3 separate regions of the Gossypium hirsutum genome follow, and regions 2 and 3 are each linked to region 1. Evidence: chromatin contacts called from public Hi-C data. All regions are on one chromosome and are shown on one strand. The core of a region is the stretch at or near the end of the contact, and the rest is flanking DNA. Distances in the headings are between cores, read along the strand shown. Region 1 holds the start of LOC107896832 (reticulon-like protein B8). Region 2 holds the start of LOC107896826 (vacuolar-sorting receptor 1). Region 3 holds the start of LOC107896829 (transmembrane protein 87B).

What was found. Hi-C and Micro-C count contacts between places; a contact is called where the count stands out from the background.
Region 2: a contact with region 1 is called in a Hi-C map of hypocotyl, with 2.7 times the contacts expected there. The contact joins the promoter of LOC107896826 here to the promoter of LOC107896832 in region 1. A contact is called at or near these places in 4 of 34 Hi-C or Micro-C datasets (hypocotyl, leaf and petal).
Region 3: a contact with region 1 is called in a Hi-C map of leaf, with 2.8 times the contacts expected there. The contact joins the promoter of LOC107896829 here to the promoter of LOC107896832 in region 1. A contact is called at or near these places in 5 of 34 Hi-C or Micro-C datasets (hypocotyl and leaf).

What each region holds. Positions count from the first base shown.
Region 1 is chrA10:88,019,167-88,023,796 of Gossypium_hirsutum_v2.1, reverse strand. It overlaps LOC107896832 (reticulon-like protein B8), which reads left to right and starts at 1,984. Exons shown (of 6, transcript XM_016822118.2): 1 at 1,984-2,151; 2 at 2,940-3,161; 3 at 3,239-3,419; 4 at 3,551-3,692; 5 at 4,275-4,344. The coding sequence starts at 2,978.
Region 2 is chrA10:87,819,415-87,824,044 of Gossypium_hirsutum_v2.1, reverse strand. LOC107896826 (vacuolar-sorting receptor 1) reads left to right here and starts at 2,496. Exons shown (of 11, transcript XM_041078911.1): 1 at 2,496-3,159; 2 at 3,455-4,147; 3 at 4,614-4,630. The coding sequence starts at 2,865.
Region 3 is chrA10:87,884,650-87,889,279 of Gossypium_hirsutum_v2.1, reverse strand. It overlaps LOC107896829 (transmembrane protein 87B), which reads left to right and starts at 2,567. Exons shown (of 5, transcript XM_016822116.2): 1 at 2,567-3,109; 2 at 3,434-4,367. The coding sequence starts at 2,847.

The DNA of each region.
Region 1 (4,630 bases), core at 735-3,234:
ATTTTTTATTTGAAAAGTTTTTTTAGGGGGTTTCTTTAGAGAAAATGTCGATGTTAAAAAATATTTAGGAAGACGTATGGTTTTTTTTAGATATTTAAAAAAATAAATTGATTTTAGAGAAATAAATAGAAAACGCGTCATGGAAGAAATGCTTTATGCTAAAAAGTGTGTTACAAATTGTGTTTTTTTGATTCTTTTAATACATCAGTTTCTTTAGTAAGATGATTTAATGTTAATGGTTTTGCCCTTCAATCTGAGGTTCGATTTCTCTCCTATTTATATTTGTATTTTTATTTTAGCTTGTTTCAAGCTTTGCTTTTATTTTTAATTACTATTTTTAGCACATTAGTTTCCTTGGTTAAATAATAATGATTTTATCTTAAGTCCTAAGTTTGATTATTTTTCTAAGCACATTTCTATTTTTCATTTCATGTTGTTTCAAACTTTTTTTATTTTTAATTAATAAATATATTATTTTTAAGTTTTTTTAATTCATTTTTTAATTAATAACTCTTTTATTTATAAAATCAAGTAATTATCCCCAAATATCATTATTTTTAGTAAATATAAATTTTTAGTATGTGTAATATTTATTTTTCAATTCATATTATGAGTGTAGTAAATTTTAATATTATATGTTTTTGTATGTGTATTTAGAATATTTCATATATAAAAATATTTGAGATATCATTATCATAATATAGTTGAAAAAATAATAATGATATTTGAAATAATTATTTGATGTTATAATATTAGAAACCACCGTACCTAAAATATAGGTGGAAAAGTTAAATATTTGACATATAAATATTATATATAAAGAAAAATATATAAAAGAAATTAGTTGATGTTTTTAAAAAATAAAATATATTTAACATAATGATAAATATCAAAAATATATTTTTATTATATAATTTGTAATAATTATATTATTTTATAAATAAAAAAGGTATTAATTAAAAAGATGAATTAAAAAAAAACTTGAAAACGATATCTTTATTAATTAAAGATATTAATTAAAAATAAAAAAAATTAAAACAACATGAAATAAAAAAAATACAAATATGCTTGAAAAAGGAATCGAACTTAAAACTCAAGGATAAAATTATTATTCTTTTACCATTTAACCAGAAAAACTAATATATTAAAAATAAAAACTAAGCTTGAAACAACATGAAATAAAAATACAAATCTAAGTAGGAGAAAAATCAAACCCAAAACTCAATAATAAAACTACTAATATTTGACTATCTAACTAAAGAAACTGATGTGTTAAAAAATTAAAAAATTTGTACAACAGAACATATTTTCATCTTTTCTCTCTAAAATTAACTTATTTCTGTAAATTTTAGACAACCTAACCCATTTCTGTAATTTTTCTTGGCCTTTTCATCAAATTTGACCCTAATTTAATCAATATACTATAAATATAAAAATATATTATTGCATTTATCTGCCTGCCATTTTTGAACCAAAATAAACTCTACCTACCATTCCACTATTTATGACGCCATCACGAAAATAGCATTTTAAAGTTAAAACACTTTTAATTTAACATTTAAATTTTTTATTTGGAAAAGTTGTCTTTTTGGGTTTCCTTTTGGGACTTAGTGAATGTGATATATATTTTTGGTTAAATTCTAAACTTTAGTCCCTGTATTTATCTAAAATTTAAAATTTAATCCCTATAATTAAAAAGATAAAAATTAAATCCTAAAATATCATTTTAATCATTAATAATTTTAATATTTTCATCAAAATTTATCAACTTGACATATTGACTAGACTATCCTCAAATGATGTTTAGGTGATATACAAAAAATGAACAGGTTTATGTTGATAAATTTTGATAGAAATTACAAACAACTAGAATTATTAAGATTATTAAATTTAAAAAAATAGGTGGATTGAATTCTTTTAATAATTAAAGTAAAAAACTAAATCTCAATTTCTAGATAAGTACAAGGACTAATAGCAGATTTTAACCTATATCTTTTTGTTCGCAGTGAATGTGATACTAAGGTTAACGTACAAGAGAAACGTGGACATAATTTATATTTGATTCCTCCAGTCCCCATTCATTTCTTGCTTGTCAGTATCACCCACTAGCCTCAAACGTATCATCAACATCTCTCTCTCGCTCTCTCTCTGGTTTGTGCCCTTTTGCATCTTCCTTTTTCTTCTTCTTTTACAATTGATGATATTTTCTACAGAAATTGCAGTTCTTTGATCATGATTTTTTTCCTTTTCTTATATTTGATTCTACTAAAGTTCTTAATTTAAAAATCTGGGTTTTATTTATTTCAAGTTGTTCGTTTTGTTTGGTTCTGAGGTTTATCTTGTTTGCTCGAGTCCTTACCTTGGCTGCTTTGTCTTTCTTGAATTTCGATATTTCCGACGATTCTTTTTTTTTCTTAAATTGCAGTAGCAAATTACCGCTACTTTGAAGATACTAATTTTTTGTTTGCTTTATTTCTGCTACTTTTTCTTTTCTTTTTGTTTTTGGATGAAGTTCATGTACGAAAACACAGTTCGAATGTTTCTCTAAAAGGGTTACATGTGATGTTAAAGCATTAGTAAGAACAAGAATCTGCTTTGATATTATCTTTAGCAAATGGCAACCATAGGCTTTCTTGCAAAAGATTTGCTCTTATGAGCGTCTCATGGTGGTTATGATACTGGGTTCATCTAGCTACGCCAAATTACTTGAAATTGTTTCTTATATTTCAGTTGAGTTGTTATATGTGTCTACTGAGAAGCCAAAGCAAACGGAACTTTTTTTTTTTCTGTGTGTGGGGCTATAAGGTTAAGCATCAAGACTCCATTTTTGAATTTTTTTTCCATAAATATTGCAAAATATAATATTAAAAGTGAACTTCAAATTATTTGTTAGGTGTTAATATTTTGATGAGATTTCAGGGCTGTTCTGTTTATTCCAGGAGAATAAATTTGTCTGTTTTCTTGAAGCACAAGAATAATGCCTGAGAAAATAACAACAGAGGACTTATTTAACAATCTAGTAGAGACCATTGCAGATGGTGTCTCTAAGCAGAAATCCGTGTCCTTTTTTGAGGAAGAGAAATCAAACTCAGTTGTCTCTGGCTTCAATCGGCTTTTTGGACGTCAGAGGCCGGTCCACCATATTTTGGGGGGTGGAAAATGTACGACTTTCAACTCTTGTCTTGAAATTGCTAAAAACCACCTGCGTTGATCAATGTTGTTACTGTAAATTGTGCAGCTGCTGATGTTTTGTTATGGAGGAACAAGAAGATCTCAGCCAGTTTTTTAGCTAGTGCAACTTTAATATGGGTTCTATTTGAATGGCTTAATTACCATTTCCTGACTCTTCTATGCTTTGCTTTGGTTCTTGGCATGCTTGCTCAGTTTGTTTGGTCAAATGCCTCGGGTTTACTTAACAGGTAACACAAATAGGCATATGCTTATGTGCTGCTTTTATTTTTTATTATTTGTTGCTCTTCAAGGTTTTGGTACCATGTGTGCTGCTGATAGGATCGCATAACTTTTATAGTAAATTACTTCATGGAAACAGGTCATCTTCTCAAGTGCCACGACTTGTTTTGCCCGATGAATTATTTGTTAGCATTGGGAGGTCAGTTGGTGCTGAGGTGAACAGAGGCTTACAATATCTGCAGGATGTTGCATGTCAGGGAAACTTGAAACAATTTCTTGTGGTAGGCTCTCAATATTTTCCTATCACTCTTCCCTTAACGACATATGCTTGCAAATTAAATGTTCCCTGTTGATCCATATGCCTTTAAAAGTTTCCGCCATATATTTGTAGAAACATTCAGCAAACTCTTAAGTATCGTTAATGCAGGAGGAAGAAATGTTATGATCAATTTCTTTATGCATTTTATTTATTGCGGCATTCTTCACTCTTTCTTAATTTGGTTCTCAAATTACTTCCTTATTTATTTGGTTGTAATCGATTGTTAGTGTTGAAAATTATTAAAGTGAAATATGTCAGTAAATGGCCCTTACTAACATTTTACTAGTGCATGCAACTTTAGAGACTCAATCCAAGAAAAAGTTCAAAAATCAAATGAAAAATATATTTGGAACAAGTTTCAGCATGTTTGATCCAAAAAGCTGAACATAACTGCAGTGTTTTAGACTTTAAAAGAATATTGTAAACTTTGCTACGGTCACAGCTTGTGGGTAAAGACCATTATATTGAATCTGCATTTCTAACTAGTTTCCTCCATCACACTATATTTGCTGGAGTGGATTATTAATGATCAAAAACTTTACAGGTTGCAGTAAGCTTGTGGGTTGCTGCTGTTGTTGGAAGTTGGTGCAACTTTTTGACTGTTTTGTACATTGGTAAGAAATTTTATTAAATTATCTTGCATTAATAGCATGGTAGTTCCGTAAAAGGGGAAATAAAGCTTGGTAATACTCTAATGTGTGGTTGTTTGCTATGTTACTCGGACTTGGGTGTGAGTGGCAGATTTGGGTATGTATCTAACACGGATATGTTCAATTCTTTCTAAGTTTTTCCATATATTTTGGAGGGTCCTTGGAGGGGGGATATATCCTGGTACCCTTGTCCAAAAATGTGCTGGACACGGGTGGTTCAAGAAAAACGAAAAGTCGGAACAACATAGGT
Region 2 (4,630 bases), core at 1,247-3,746, 200 kb after region 1:
ATATGTTCACTGATAAATAAGTCTAATGAAGTTACTAAATTTGGCTTATTCAAGTTGAATTATACACATGATCTTGTGAAGATTTATTTGCTTATGGCTTACTAAGCTCTCGAAGTTTATTCTGTGTGTTTTTCCTATGTTTATAGATTATCGAAGATCTGCTAGGTTTGGAAGTCGATAGAGACGTCATCACACTATCCACTTATCATTTCGGTAAATAATGTTTGGAGATTTGGTTATGTGGCAAGTATAGGCTAGAAGTATGAGAATATGTTTGGTGATGTAAATATTTAGCCATGTGATTTTTCTTGGTTTTGGTTGTGCATGTGAATGTGTTATTGGTATGAATTATGTGATGCAAATTATGCCTATGTGTTATGTTCTTGAATGGCCAAATGAATTGGTCAAATTGGTAAGTTTTTGATATATGCTTATTTGAGAAATTAGTAAAGCTATGATACATATGTTTTGACATGATTTTGGCATATGATTTGGCATGATATAATATGGATTATAAGCTTGAATATGGTTGATAATAATATGGCATGAATGATGTAAGTTTTGGTATTGAAATTGGCTGAAATTATAATGCAAATGTGCTTGGTTTGATGCTTGTAGGTTTGACCCAAATTGGGTGGCAAATTAGCTTATCAAATGGCCTATTTTTGTCCACACGGGCAGAGACACGGGCGTGTGTCTCAGCCGTGTGCAACACACGGTCATGTTACATAGTCTGTGTCTTCTGGGGTAGTCCTACAATTTTAAGTCAGTTTCGAACACGGCCAAGGCACACGGGCATGTGGCTAGTCATGTGACCTAAGTCAGTTTCGATCACGACCAAGGCACACAGGCATGTCTTGTGGCCGTGTGATTAAGTCAATATGTATGCCCTGATTTGACACGGTCTAGACACATGGACGTGTCTAATGCCGTGTGAGGCACACAGCCTGTTCACACGGGCATGTGACCTCTGTGACTTTGAAAATTGTTTTAGTTTCAAAAATTTTTGTATGAGCTCGGTTTAGTCCCGACCCCTTTTCTAAAGCATGATTAAGGTCTCGTTGACCTATATAAGGGACTCTATAATGATGTTTGACTATGTTTGTGGATGTTGATATTGAATTGTTTGCAAATTGTTTCGATTTGTTCGGTAATGCCTTTAACCCTAATCCAGCGACGGATACGGGTTAAGAGTGTTACATAGAGTGCGCATGTCGATTGTGTTAGCCTATTGTTTTAGGTGTGGTGTACATCTTCCTTCATTAAAATAAAATAAAAGAATGAAAACTATAATGATATTTTGGGTTCAAATCTCATATATGTATGTAGTTTTTTAAAGTTTATATAAAAATATAAAAAGACAAAAGTATTCTCAAAATAATATTTATCAATTTATAAAAATAATATTTTCCTTGTAATTTTAACAAATGAGTTGATGGATGACACATCCCATGATATGAGTGAAAACAATTATGTAACAAATATATTTATAAAGGCAATGTTAGCTAATTGTTGATTGCAGTGGCTGGTTTGACCAGCTGGTTCTATTAACGGTTTATTTAAAAATGTTTGGTAAAACTTAGTTGATAATTGAATGTTGAATGTTGAACGTTGATATATGTAAAATAACAAATAAGGGTATGCCACATTTTATTGTTAAGTATTTATTTATTTATAATGCTTTAACCTTTATCTAGTGAAATTATTGAAATAAAATACTACTACTAAGGAATTAAAATATTCATTATAGAAATTAATTAGAGAATATTTTTAAAATTTTAAATAAACAACGTTCTTTATTTGTAAATATTAACATTGTAGAAATTGATAAATATTAATAGTGTATCAATATAATTATAAATTATATTCTTAGTGATAATTATGTCATATTCTTAATATGTAAACAAGTGATAATTATACTACACTCTGAATAAATTTGGCAACTAGCATATTTTAATTAATATAAACTTGCATAAGAAATCATTTTACACAAGTAAATTAAAAATAAATTAATAGTACAAAAATATTCAAGAAATAAATACATGTGACAAAGAGAGAAAATTTTGAGCAAACATGATCAAATATATTATCTTCAATCAAATGTAAAAAAAGTATTTTCTGTTTTTGAAGGTTTTAATTAAATAAACTATTATAAACCTACACTCACCAAAGTAATGTATATATATTTTAGAGTTTATAGAAAAAATAATACATTTGTTGAGTATTAAACTGAATTGAGATTTGATTAAATATATAATATAAATATAGATTTAGTATAGTGGTATAGTACATAATAGCAATCTTTTTTATTATCTTAAAGGGATGCGAGGAATGGGGTGGGGTTATTAACGGAGCATCGACGTGTTAAAGTCAATCGGGAATAAGACACATGTATTTCATGCATTACCCTTTCCCTTTCTACGTTTTGTCTTATCAGTATGGTAGGTGAAATAATAATATGATTATAAAAATGGAATATTATAGCAAATCACCCAATTTCACATTCACTCATCTAATTTATCCAAGCAGCCCCTCTTGTATCCTTTTTTAAATCAAAGTCGGTTTACATTACAGCTCCTTTACTTCCACAACACTTCCAAATCTTCTTTTTCTCTTTACTTTGAAAAAGCTTACAACTTTCTTCCAAATCTTTCTTCTTAAACTTCTGGGTTTTTCTTTATACGACCAAGCAAACGCCTCATTGCTGTGTCGAAAGCACAAACCAAACGGAAAAAATTGAGCTCCCTAGAAGGATTGGGAAACTTGACCAGCGAAAAGAGGCGACTTTGATACTAAGTTATTGTTGATTGAAAGATTCCCCCATCTTGGGTTATTATTAGAGAAAAAAAGTTTCTCCTGGAAAGATGAGGGAAAATTCTTGGTTTGTAATTTGCATGTGGGTTTTGTTAGTGGGGAATTGTTTGGGGAGGTTTGTGGTGGAGAAGAACAGCTTGAAGGTGACTTCGCCGGAATCAATCAAAGGGGTTTATGAGTGTGCGATTGGGAATTTTGGGGTTCCTCAGTATGGGGGTACCTTGGTTGGCACTGTTGTTTATCCTAAAGCTAATCAAGGCGCTTGCAAGTCCTTCGATGATTTTGACATCTCTTTCAAATCAAAGCCTGGGGGATTACCCACTTTTCTCCTTGTTGATCGTGGAGGTCTGCCTCTTTTTTCTTCCTATTTCTTATTTTTTATCTATCATAGATTCTCCGATTTTGGAAATAAAAGAATCGGACTATGCTTTTATTTGGCCTTTCTATTTATGTAATTTATGGTATTAAATGTTAGTAACCCTACTTAATTTTGCTGGCAGTTGACACTTGTTAAATTTAGCATTGCCCTCTGGTTTCAATTTGGTAGTTCTTAGGGATTTGAATTGGCTTTCAGTTTTTGCTCTTCTCAAAGAGCTTTAAATGCACGTGCTTATCATCTTTAACTTGGCTGTTGTGGCAGATTGTTTCTTCACCTTGAAGGCATGGAATGCTCAGAAAGCTGGAGCTGCTGCTATTCTTGTTGCTGACAGCAAGGATGAGCCCTTGATTACCATGGATACCCCTGAAGAAGAAAATGCTAATGCTGAATACCTGCAGAACATCACCATTCCATCAGCCCTTATCAGTAAATCACTAGGGGACAGCCTCAAGAAGGCCCTTAACGGTGGGGAGATGGTTAATATGAATCTTGACTGGAGGGAGTCACTTCCTCATCCTGATGAACGGGTTGAGTATGAGTTCTGGACAAATAGCAACGATGAGTGTGGGCCAAAGTGTGACAGCCAGATAGAATTTGTCAAGAACTTCAAAGGAGCTGCTCAAATACTTGAGCGGAAGGGCTACACTATGTTCACCCCCCACTATATAACTTGGTATTGCCCTGAAGCTTTTATTTTGAGCAAACAGTGCAAGTCACAGTGTATCAATCATGGGAGGTACTGTGCTCCAGATCCTGAGCAAGACTTCAGTAAAGGTTATGATGGTAAAGATGTGGTGGTTCAAAATCTTCGCCAAGCTTGCTTGTTCAAAGTTGCCAATGAAAGTGGAAAGCCATGGCTTTGGTGGGATTATGTTACGGACTTTGCTATCCGCTGCCCGATGAAAGAGAAGAAATATAACAAGGAGTGTGCTGATAAAGTTATCCAAGCCCTTGGTAGGTTAATGCTTTACTTGCAATGCTCTCTATTATATATGATTCTTAAAATGTGTCGCACAATATTGCTGCTGCTATACTGTTCTGAAGGTGCTAGTGTTGCATTTTGATTGATTTTATTTCTTCAAAAATGGAGCATACGACCATTGAATTGGTTCCTTCTTTCTGGAAATGAGCAATAAGTAATTTTTTCTTCCTGTTTACCGAAGTTGAAGAAAAAGGATTGTGTAGTAGCGCTAATGAATTTATATACATTTACATGTGCACCTACCTGTATGTGTATTTTTATTATATATGTATGTAACTCTGATTTTATTGGGATCTAGAAAAGCAAAAGAATTCTTATTTGCCCCTGGAAATGTTTGATTACTTAAGTAATCTGTTATGGGTTAAAAGCAAGTTTGTGTCTTTACATTTGACATGTGTACTTATGTTTATCGTATGTCTTCCATTCTCTGCTTTATAGGTGTTGATCTCAATAAA
Region 3 (4,630 bases), core at 1,318-3,817, 140 kb after region 1:
CTAACCATAAAATTTTCAGAATTTTTGGTCTAGCCATTTAGTACAGTTTATTCGTTAAAATACTCCCCTGTTATTTCATTTGACAGTTCTGACCTCTCTCTACTAATAATAAATTATCTCATTGTACAGAACTCGAATAAGGTTCTTGTTTATTTATTTTGAAACTAGATTCATTAAGGAGTTCACATATATAAATTACACTCCATAATAATTTTTGTACAATTTTTAATGATTTTCCAAAGTTAAAATAGGGCATCTCGAAATCACCCCGAACTAGTATTACAAAATTTCAAATATCTCTTGATTCATCAATTAATTGCTTACACTGTTTCTACTATAAGAAACTAGACTCAATAAGCTTTAGTTCCATATTTTGTTCATTCTCTAATTCAATTTATAAAATTTTTAGTGAATTTTCAAAGTCAGACCATTGCTACTTCCCAAAACTGTTTTGATGTAAAATGTTAATAACCAAATTTATAACACCAATTCACACCTTATTCCTATTCAAATTTCATTTAAACTCAAATTTAACTATTAAATTTTCAACATATTTTCTTAATTCCGAATTTTCCTCAATCTAGTCCCTAAAACACAAAACTTATAGCTTACTTTGCAATTCAATCCTTATATCTATTCTAACTTGAATTTCGTTCAATTAAACCCCTATTTCATCATTTTATTCAACATGAACTTTGTTTAAAAACCTAAGAACTTCCAAACTAACAACTTAATTTCATCAAAAACTTGTTTTAAGACTTCTAAAATATCAAAATTATGAGAAAAGGACTTGATTGAGCTTACCAATTAACTCCAAGCTTCATAAACCTTATTTCCCCTTTTCTTTCTTCTTTCCTTTCTTTCTCCCCTGTTCTTCTCTGTTTCGTTTGCTTTCATTCTGATTCTTTTAACTTATTTGTTTCTTTTATATATAATAATATAATATAATATAATATAATATAATATACTTAATTATTAAATAAATATATATATATTTTTAATCAATAAAATCTTTGATATTTTCTATGTTAAACCGCCTCAGCTATAGGAAATGGTTTAATTTCCTCTTACTTTAATCTATAATTAAACTTTTACTCTTATTCAATTTAATCCTTTTTACTAATTACTCTAAATTAAGCTAAATTTACTTAATTAAAACCTAATTAAACACAATACTAGACTCATAAATATTTTTAATAATTATTTTCGAACTTATTTCACTAAGACGGAGGCCCGATAACATACTTTTCTAGTGCCCACGGATTTTGGGTTGTTACATCCTCTATAGGTAATTTTACTTTTATATAAAAATTAACTTAAATCAAGCTTAATATTATTATATTGATAATAAATTTTGTTTTATGCTTAAAAATATTTAAAATTATTAAAATATTGATATAAAATATTATATTTTTCAACATTATTAAACATACATATTTAATTATTTATATTTAGTCATATAATAAATTATTAATATAATTTATTATTTTAATAAATTATTTAACATTTAAATTTTATTTTAATAATAAATTTTAAAAATAATAATTTTAAATAATATTCTTCACATATTATTAAAAATAATCAATATTAATATTTTAATAACAAATATTTATTACAATTATAAATTTATTAATAATAAATATTTTGTAGTATAAAGGTTAAAATATGCTATAAGTCTATGTACTCTTCACAAATTTACAATTTAGTCTCTGTATTTTTATTTTCAAAAATTTAATCCCTCTACTTTTTAGATTGAAAAATCAAGTCCAATTATTGACATTGTTAAATTTATTTTTGTCAATTTTGTTGATGTCACATTTTTAAATAAAAAAAACTCAATTGGTAGTCATGTAACTAAAAAATGACGTTGTAATGAACTTGAATTTAACAAAATATTTTTAATATATGCAAAAATAATGTAAAATATAAATTTATAAATATAAATTAAATTAAATTAAACAATAAAAAGATAAGAAAATCTCAAATGTATGTTTGTTTCATTAAAAAAAATTTTATGAAATATTTTTAAGAAATCCGTCAAACAACAGAAAATATTTTACATAGATTCATCCAAACACCAGAAAATATTAAATTTTAGAGGAAAGTAAATTATTTTCCAGAAATCATTTTTCGAAAATTATTTTCAATGAAGCAAACAAACCCTTAATATATAATTAATAGATGTAATAAAGAATGCATAATGCAATTAAAATGTAAGTATTATATTAAAATAAAAGTTCTGGTTTAACAGTAAAGTTAATGTTTTATTGATGTAATTAGTATTGGTTCAAATCCCATTACATGTAATTTTTTCGTTGGGTTTTTAATAAAATAAAATAAAAAGATCAAAATAGCTTCAAATAATATAACTTATTTTAATTACAAAAAAATATTTTCATAATTCCTCTAATTAAATTAGTGTTTAATTGACTCGTGATATTGACATTATAAAGTAAAATTTAAATTTGTTAGTCTCCACCTAACAATAGAAATGTGTTCTAGAAGGGCTTTGAAGAACTAGAAAAATGTTATAATTCCGGAAGCCCAACTGAGAAAGGGCCAGTGTGGGGATGATGAATGCTCGAACTGAGAAATATCTTCATCATTATCAGGAACCCAGTCTTGTGTTGGGCCGATGGATAAAAAATAGTAACGTAACAAAAAGAAGATGCTGAGTCGCTGTCTATGCTTCTTCACTGCTTTTGCATCGGTTAGGACTCATTTCTGTATTGCTGGTATCTGTCTCTCTCTTTCTTTACCAATTTCCAGAACACAACGCCCAGTACCCAACACCTCTAACAACAACAACAAAAAACAGACGATCCCCGCCCTCAACCAAAAAAGAAATGCTGCAAGATATGAAGCAGAGACAGTTTCGATGGGGAAGGATTAAGATTCCCATGTTTGTTGTTTGTTTTGGTTTGTTTCTTTGCTTCTCAAATGTTAATGCTTCCATTCATGAGTATAGAATGGAAGCTTTTAGCCCAAAATCTGATGCTTTCTTTTTCCATGGAGGCAGTGAAGGTCTCTATGCTTCTAAGCTCCATGAACCCACCACTGATGCTTCTTCTGAAACCAAACCATCTTTCAAGGGGAAGTCCATCATCAGGTACTTTTTTATATATATTTACTCTTCCTTTACTTGATCTTTGCTTTTGCTTTTGCTTTTGCCTTTCCTTTCATTTGAAGAATTATTTTTACTCTTTCTAATTCTTCTACTGTTGGTTTTGATTTTTTTTGGACTTTGATTCACATTGAAAATCATCATCATTTCACGCGATAGTATGATGATGCCCTTTCCATTTCGAAACCCTAGCTACTGTTTAGTTAACAATTTGATTGGCCATGTGCTTAATTTGGTAGATACATAGTGTCTGTCAAAATTTGGTAGTGATTGTTGTTGATGTTACTGTACATGTTGGAGTATTTTCAGTTTTGATCCGGTCACCTTTGTGAGACCGAAAGAGACTGCAAAAAGCCATCATCAAATGCAGCAGAACACGGGATTAGTGGAAGCAATCATACTTGAAGTTAAAGATAGAGCAAGGATTGGAGGGTCTTCTTTAAAATCCGATGCCATTTGCTGCGACAAACAACTTGCGGACCAGGGGTCCTGCAACCAAGGTGAGGTTATCATCCAACATAACCCGAACAACCTTGGGTGGCCTAAACGGATTAAGACCTTTTTCCAAGGAGACAATGAAGAAGCTAAAATGGATGTTGAAACAGTTGAGATAAACAGCACCGGGATGTACTACCTTTATTTTATGTTCTGCGATCCCCAACTCAAGGGTACTCTTATTAAAGGAAGGACCGTCTGGAAGAACCCCAATGGTTATTTACCTGGGAAGATGGCTCCGTTGATGACATTTTATGGTCTCATGTCTTTGGCTTACCTTGTGCTTGGTCTTGCCTGGTTTCTAAGGTTCGTTCAGTTCTGGAAGGATATCATCCATTTACACTACCATATCACCCTTGTTATTGCACTTGGAATGTGTGAGATGGCTGTCTGGTACTTTGAATATTCTAATTTCAATTCAACTGGGACCAGACCAATGGGTATTACGTTGTGGGCAGTCACATTTGGCTCTGTTAAGAAAACTTTATCTCGCCTTCTTCTTTTGGTGGTTTCCATGGGCTTTGGTGTAGTGAGGCCAACACTTGGTGGCTTAACATCCAAAGTAGTTCTGCTTGGTCTGATATATTTTATTGCGACAGAGGCACTTGAGCTAGTAGAACACTTGGGGAACATTAATGACTTTTCTGGGAAAGCGAAGTTAGTTTTGGTACTACCTGTTGCGTTTTTGGATGCTTGTTTTATTCTATGGATTTTCTCATCACTGTCAAAAACTTTGGAGAAACTTCAGGTAAGACTCGTTTCACTTAAAACTATCAGTACTTATTTGGGATCAATAGCGATAGATGTAGAAACTGATAGACATGACTAGGCAATATATGTATCTGCGGCATGACGCTCTATCAGAAATCAAAATTCACTAAGCCTTGCTACCGTATTTGTAGGGTGTTTAGTTACTAAAAATTTCCTGGTGGCAGTAGGGTCTGTATAAATAAGTCAATTTACTGAAACAATAAGTTATTCATATCAGCTGTACTCTTATCTAAATTGCAA